Linked DNA regions of Rattus norvegicus: region 2 is linked to region 1. A link is a contact called in public Hi-C data. All regions are on one chromosome and are shown on one strand. Each heading gives the region's core, a stretch centred on a gene start, on an enhancer-like site or on the middle of the called end of the contact. The rest is flanking DNA. Distances are from core to core; before and after follow the strand shown. Region 1 has its middle 47 kb from the start of Twist2. Region 2 has its middle 74 kb from the start of Twist2.

Region 1 (2,990 bases), core at 365-2,864:
CCAAGCTTCAGGCTGTAACTGGTATCTTCCATACTGGTTTGCACATGGGTCTGTCTCCCATAGACTCATTTATCACAATCAGGGTAGCTTTTGAGTCTTTTCTTGCAGTAACCGAGGCTTAGTAACTCTGTCTCCCCTACTTGAGGCTTTCGGTGAGTGTTTGCCTAGTGAGGAATTCACAGTCAGGTGTCTATAAATGTGTATCATAAGTTGGGGCTGAAATGTGAACACAACAAACTCGTCTTCGAGCCCAGTGGTGTCAGGTCTTTATTCCCAGCCCTGTTTGATGGTTGGCAGCACTGGGCATAGTTGATCACAGGCAAAGGGATCATGTACCTTTGGGAAAGGTAACATCACTAGTGTATGGGATGTTTATGGGAAAAGGAAGGAGAGAGATTGTCAAAATGAACATGTAAGAAGCTCTTGGGAATCCATTAGAGAGGATTCCAGCACATGCTGGGTGGAAGGACACCAACGCTAGCAGAAACTCTGTTCCTCATTGTTACCAGGGGCATGACATCTTTAGGGGTCTGGCAAGCAGCAGATACCAGAATGCCAGCAGGTGACAGCCTTGAAGGAAGAAATAAGGCATGGAGGGTATTCCCAACCACAAGAGCTGGCTGTGTCATCAAGTGAAGACACTGTATCAGGACACAGGACACAACCCCTCAGTGTCCACCAAGGTAGAGGAGTCCCACGTTTGAGCAAGAAGCACACCAATATTTATTCCTTTCCATGGTAATTTTGCAGTTTTCAAGTTACCCAGCCTTTCAGAAGACCAGAAGTTCACACTGAGGTGACATCAAGCCCCAGAAGTGAGTGAGCCAAACCTGCTTCTACGTCTAAAAATGCCACAGCTCTGAGCCTACCTTTGAGAGGCAGGACCTTAAGCCTGCCGATGGCCCTACTTAAATCTCTCTTCTAGCATAGTCAATCACCTGACTTGAAAACGTCCCATATTTCATTGTTCAGTGAAGTCTGTTGGGCAATCACAAATATTCCAGTTTCGAATGGTCTCGGTTCTCTAGCTGCGCCCCCACATGAGTGCTCAACCCTTGAAGAGAACGTGGGTGCTCCCCCAGCCCCTGGAGCCTCCAGGGACAGACCCTGCCTAACTTCTGGAAGGAACAAAGCCCCCTCCTTGAAGGAGGTGCTCAGCGTCGTGCTGGAAGATTCCGGCGAGCATCGCCCCCTTGTGGTCTTGCCGCAGATAAAAGACTTCAAAGGCAAGTGGAGAAATGTGTTCTCTATTAGGAAAAGGCTCTGCAGCTCTCTTCTTTCCACATGTGTAAGCTCACGCAGGGGCAAGCCAGAGAGATGCCACGGCGCAGAGGATGCAGTGCTCGCTTTCCTCCGCAGTAAGGAAATAACACTAGCCACTGACCTTAGTTTAAAAAGGATGGAATTCTAAAGTTTCAGGGTGTCTAAACTTGGAGGAAAAAGTGTCTGAAATGGTCTTATTCAAGAGTAAGGAAGACTGGACTCCAGAGAAATAGAGTGGCTGGCCCAAGATCACACAGCCAACAGTTGGTGGTTTTGGAAGTAGCCTTGCTTATATATGCAACACCTGACCCCAGCTAGTCTCACTAACCTCCCCTTCTCTCAGACACTCTAGGTCACCTTTCCTTGGCTAATAGTAGGGGCTACTTTAAAGCTCAGGAGCAGGTTGCAAATGCAGGTTTTCTTGTGTTTGTATTATTATGTTTAGCATGAGGTTAAAATGCTATTTCTATTCTATTGTGATAGAATCTATTACACACACACACACACACACACACACACATACACACACACACACAATGGTATTTCCCATGCTAGCCATTTTTAGGTACACAGTTCAATGCACTGACCACACTCACTCAGATTCATGATTTCCGAGGAGTCATTACTTCTCAGAAATCTTCCCGAGCTGAGCTATCTCCACTCGACGCTAACTGCTGGTCTCCTGCCCAGCTCCGGAAACCTGCCATTCTGCTTTGATCCTAGAAAGTACTTTCAGGACATTACACACATGTTGCCACATGGTATTTATTTACGTCCTCATATTCTGATCTCTTGAGACACTCTCTTAAGCGTTTGTGCTCACTATAAAGTCCAGGCTGACCCCAACCTTGCAGAAATTCCCCTGCCTCAGCATCCAGAGCTCCAGGATTATTGGCACACACACCACCATACCCTGTGATATTCATCGGTATTTATCATTTGTATGTCCCTTATCTCATGGAGTACAGTGTCTTCTCCATATTGCAACCTGCACTGGAATTTCTCCCTCCTTTAGGCACACAAATTCCATTATCCTGTAGACAGACTCCTTCTATTAATTGGGCCCCAGTTTGGTCACTGGGCTGCTTCTGCAGCATCAAGCACTGTGCTGCTGGAGGACCGAGCACCTGCTCAGCGGGGTTCAGTGGCTAGAAAGTTCCACCACTCTTGCCTAAAATGGGTCTGTGTCCTTTTGGGGCAGGGTGTTCCACAGGCCTGGGCTTCTCGAGGCATTCCATGGCTATGCTCTGGGCTTACAGATATTTGGGGGTAACCTAGAACCTTTATGTCCATCCTGGACTCTTTTGACGAGGCCATGGCTGGGGCTAATCCCCAGTCAGACGATAGTTGCAATCTAGATTCGAACGCAGAAGGATCAGGAAGCTGGAGGTCCCTGTCTTTAGGGTAGATCTTAAAATGCAGAAAACAGGCCGGTTTGTGGAGGAAATGACTCTTAAACTAGCAGATGTCAGAGGGAATTTGTGGGTCTGGTGTGGTTAAGGCTGAGGCTGGGAAGCCCAGTGTGACCACAAAACACTGCATGTTCTATGTTACTCCCTGCCTTTCCCCTTTGTTGAATTTTCAGGAAAATTACAAAATGCACTCTCTGCAACTGCTAGGTTTGGGCTGAACTTCCCACTCCACTTTCCAAGGGAGGCCCAGGGTACCATGATTGGTTATCTCTAATCAATGGCAAGGGTCATGGTGGGTGTCCGTCTTTGCTTGTA
Region 2 (3,016 bases), core at 131-2,630, 120 kb after region 1:
CTCCACAGTCAGAGCCTTCCTTTCAAGTCCCCATCTGGCACCCTACTCCAAGATCTCATCTACACAGTCCCTAAGACAAGACCATTTGACCTCCCAGCTTCTTCTCAAAACATCTTGGCAGCTCCCTGGCTGGAAACCCAGTGGCACTAAATAGAAATTTATGTGACAGGCCTCAGGGGGAAAGCCCAGAGGGGTTTGTTTAAAAGTAAATTCATCAAGTGAAGCTGAGTCAGAGTCTGACCTACAACCCCTGCTGACCCTCCCCAGTGAGGGGGAGAGCATCCAGCTACATCAACAAGCCACACCGGGGGATACCATTGTAGACTCGTTTCCCTTTGCCACCAAGAGATTAGCTCTGAGGTGACTGTAGCTACCCATACCTCAGGTTCCTCTGTCATTGCCTGGAGCATCTCCAGTCCTCACTGTCTGCATTCCTGCGGTCCTCACTGAGCTGCCCCACCTTTCCCTCCCAAGTGTTCTCTTACCCCAGGCACCTGCCTGCCCAGGTAAACCAGGGTCTGATCAGCCCAAGGAACAGAGACCATCTTTCTTACTCTGGTTGTCAAGGGCAAATGCATGTGTGGTCACACAGACAGGTAGAGCCTGTCTTGTGCTGAAGGCGACACAATGCTGTCCCATGGCCCCGAGTCCATTTTTGTTACTAGTAGACATGAACTTCTAGAAGGGATGATTTGCACCTCTGCGTCCCAGGCTTCCAGAAGGAGGAGCATCGGAACAGTTCTGGGAGATGCCAAGGAGAGACCCAGGGGTGCTCCACACCCAGGAAGCTGGCCCCATTACTCCTCACTTCCTGCCCCTTTGTTCATGGGTTTCTCTTACTTCTTTGCTCTGGCCACATGAATTTCATGCTTCCTTTCAATACCCCATACAAATCTCTGTTGATGTTCCTGAGAAGAACGCTGCCCAGTCATGCCAGGACCAGCACTGATAAACCACCAGCATGGGGCACCAAGGAACCCACAGACAGCTGGCTGCTCTCTCTTGGAGCACTAGAAGGATACAGTGCATTGGGGTGTTACTGGCAGGGAAGAGATGGGAGGGCAAGTCTCAGATCTCAGGTGTGGACCTAGGTAGGATTTTCCCGTTCTGCAATTCTAGGGCTTTAGGGGCCAATGTTCAGGTCATAGTGTCTCCAAGAACATCTGTCTGCTTGGTCCAAGCCCTCTGCCACAGCCTGGAGTCCTTGCTCCAGTTTTCTTAGTGAGCTCAAAGCCACCCTTTAATGATGCATGAAGCAGCAGGTCAGACTAACCCACTCCCACCTACTGCCCACTTTGTCTCCTCCTCCCCTTCTTGTCACCTGCTCAGATGCAGCCCGAGACCTTGGGCTATGTGGCCACGATGAATTCTCCTCTGCCATCTGGTGGCTAAAGTTTGCAACTGCTGCCATGCTGTGACTGACGTGGAGCTGACCACTTGGTCAGCCTAGAGACCTGTGATCCCTTCTAAATCATGGATGGTGAGAAAAGCTGTTAGCTGTGAGGTCCTGTGTCCTTGACCCTGACTGAGTTCAGCAAGGAAGCATGAGAACCCACCTGAGAAGATCCTCAAGCCCTACCAGCGAGGAGATTAGATACAGAATCCACAGGGTTCCTAGCCATAGTCACCCCCAAAAGCATCATAGGTACTGTAGTCTTTCAGGATGAAGGGCTCTCCCACAGGCCTGCCTTGCCTGCAGCAACTCTCACTGCTGTGTGTACCTGTGGGCACACACAAGGGTCATAGCGGCGCAATGCCAGCTTCCTTGCCCCTTCCATGCTCTCAGCCCAATGACAACCTTCTGTGGACCACGGTATGGAAGTACAATGAGGTCCCAGTTCACACATGAACCCTCCACAACAGCCCTTCATTACGGGTTCCAGGTGGCCACACACTACACTGTCTCCATAGTGATGTCTGAGAGCGAGACAGGAGAAGCCTTCCCAAGACCCCATACCACACCCTTTCCTGTGTCCCAGGACTGGGTTGAGGAAGTGGCCAGGGTACATCCCTGGGCTCACTGCCTGGAACCCCGCCCCAAGTAGCTAAACGTAGCTATCCCAGAACTCAAGCGCCGTGCAGAGGAACACTAGCCCCACGGCAAGCTCATCCTTCCAACTCCCGAGGCAAGGGCATAAGCGCTTGACCCTTTCCCTCATGGGCGGTACAGAAGCCTTGGGCCTGAATCCACCAACACCACAAGCACGCGCTCAGGATTTCCTTCATTATGTTGTTCTTGGCGTGGGTTCATGGTGCATAGTGTGGGTATTGTGTGGACAGTTTCTTTCCTGTGCATCAGTGTGCTTTGCCCTTACTGGCTTCGTCATCCTCCTTTCAGTCCTCCTCCCCTTTCTTCCTCACTGACTCCTCCCTTCCTCCAGTCTCCATCCTCTTTGTGTGTGTGTGTGTGTGTGTGTGTGTGTGTGTGTGTGTGTGTGTGGTGCAGTTTTACACATGCACACACACACAGGCCATATAAATATATATGGTTAACATGTCCATAATGAATTCTAAAACACACACACACACACACACACACACACACACACACACAGGATATGATATTTGTCCTTTTGCATCTGGCTTATTTTACTCAACATGCTCTCTAGTTGCATCCTTATTTTTCTAATAAGTGCCATCATTCTGTTCCTCTTCATGGCCAAGTAAAGCTCCACGTGTGTATGGACCACATTTTCTTTATCCATCCATCTACTGACAGACACTCAAGCTGATTCCCTAGCTCAGCTATTGTGACTAGTGTCGCAAAAGGTACAAATGTGGAGGTGTCGCTGTGATGTGCCTACAATGGATTCCTCCAGGGCTCTACCAGGAGGTGGGTTTTCTGTTTGCTTTAAGGAATTCTCACACTAATTTCCTCAGAGGCTGGGCTCAATTATATTCTCACCAATGGTGGCTAAGGGCTTCCTTTTGGCCACTGTCCCCACCAGTAGAGAGGGACTACTACTGCCATGTGTGGAAGCATTCACCTGCCGATAAATGTCTATAGAGAAGTGGC

What was found. Hi-C and Micro-C count contacts between places; a contact is called where the count stands out from the background.
Region 2: a contact with region 1 is called in a Hi-C map of Schwann cells, with 4 times the contacts expected there. The contact joins two enhancer-like sites. A contact is called at or near these places in 3 of 12 Hi-C or Micro-C datasets (the Rat2 cell line, Schwann cells and frontal cortex).

What each region holds. Positions count from the first base shown.
Region 1 is chr9:99,773,272-99,776,261 of GRCr8, forward strand. No RefSeq gene overlaps it. Among named protein-coding and RNA genes, the nearest start is that of Twist2, 47 kb to the right of the region's middle. Within about 2 kb of position 1,615, at least 3 of the 93 cell types and tissues checked have an H3K27ac peak or open chromatin away from gene starts, as enhancers often do.
Region 2 is chr9:99,894,696-99,897,711 of GRCr8, forward strand. No RefSeq gene overlaps it. Among named protein-coding and RNA genes, the nearest start is that of Twist2, 74 kb to the left of the region's middle. Within about 2 kb of position 1,381, at least 7 of the 93 cell types and tissues checked have an H3K27ac peak or open chromatin away from gene starts, as enhancers often do.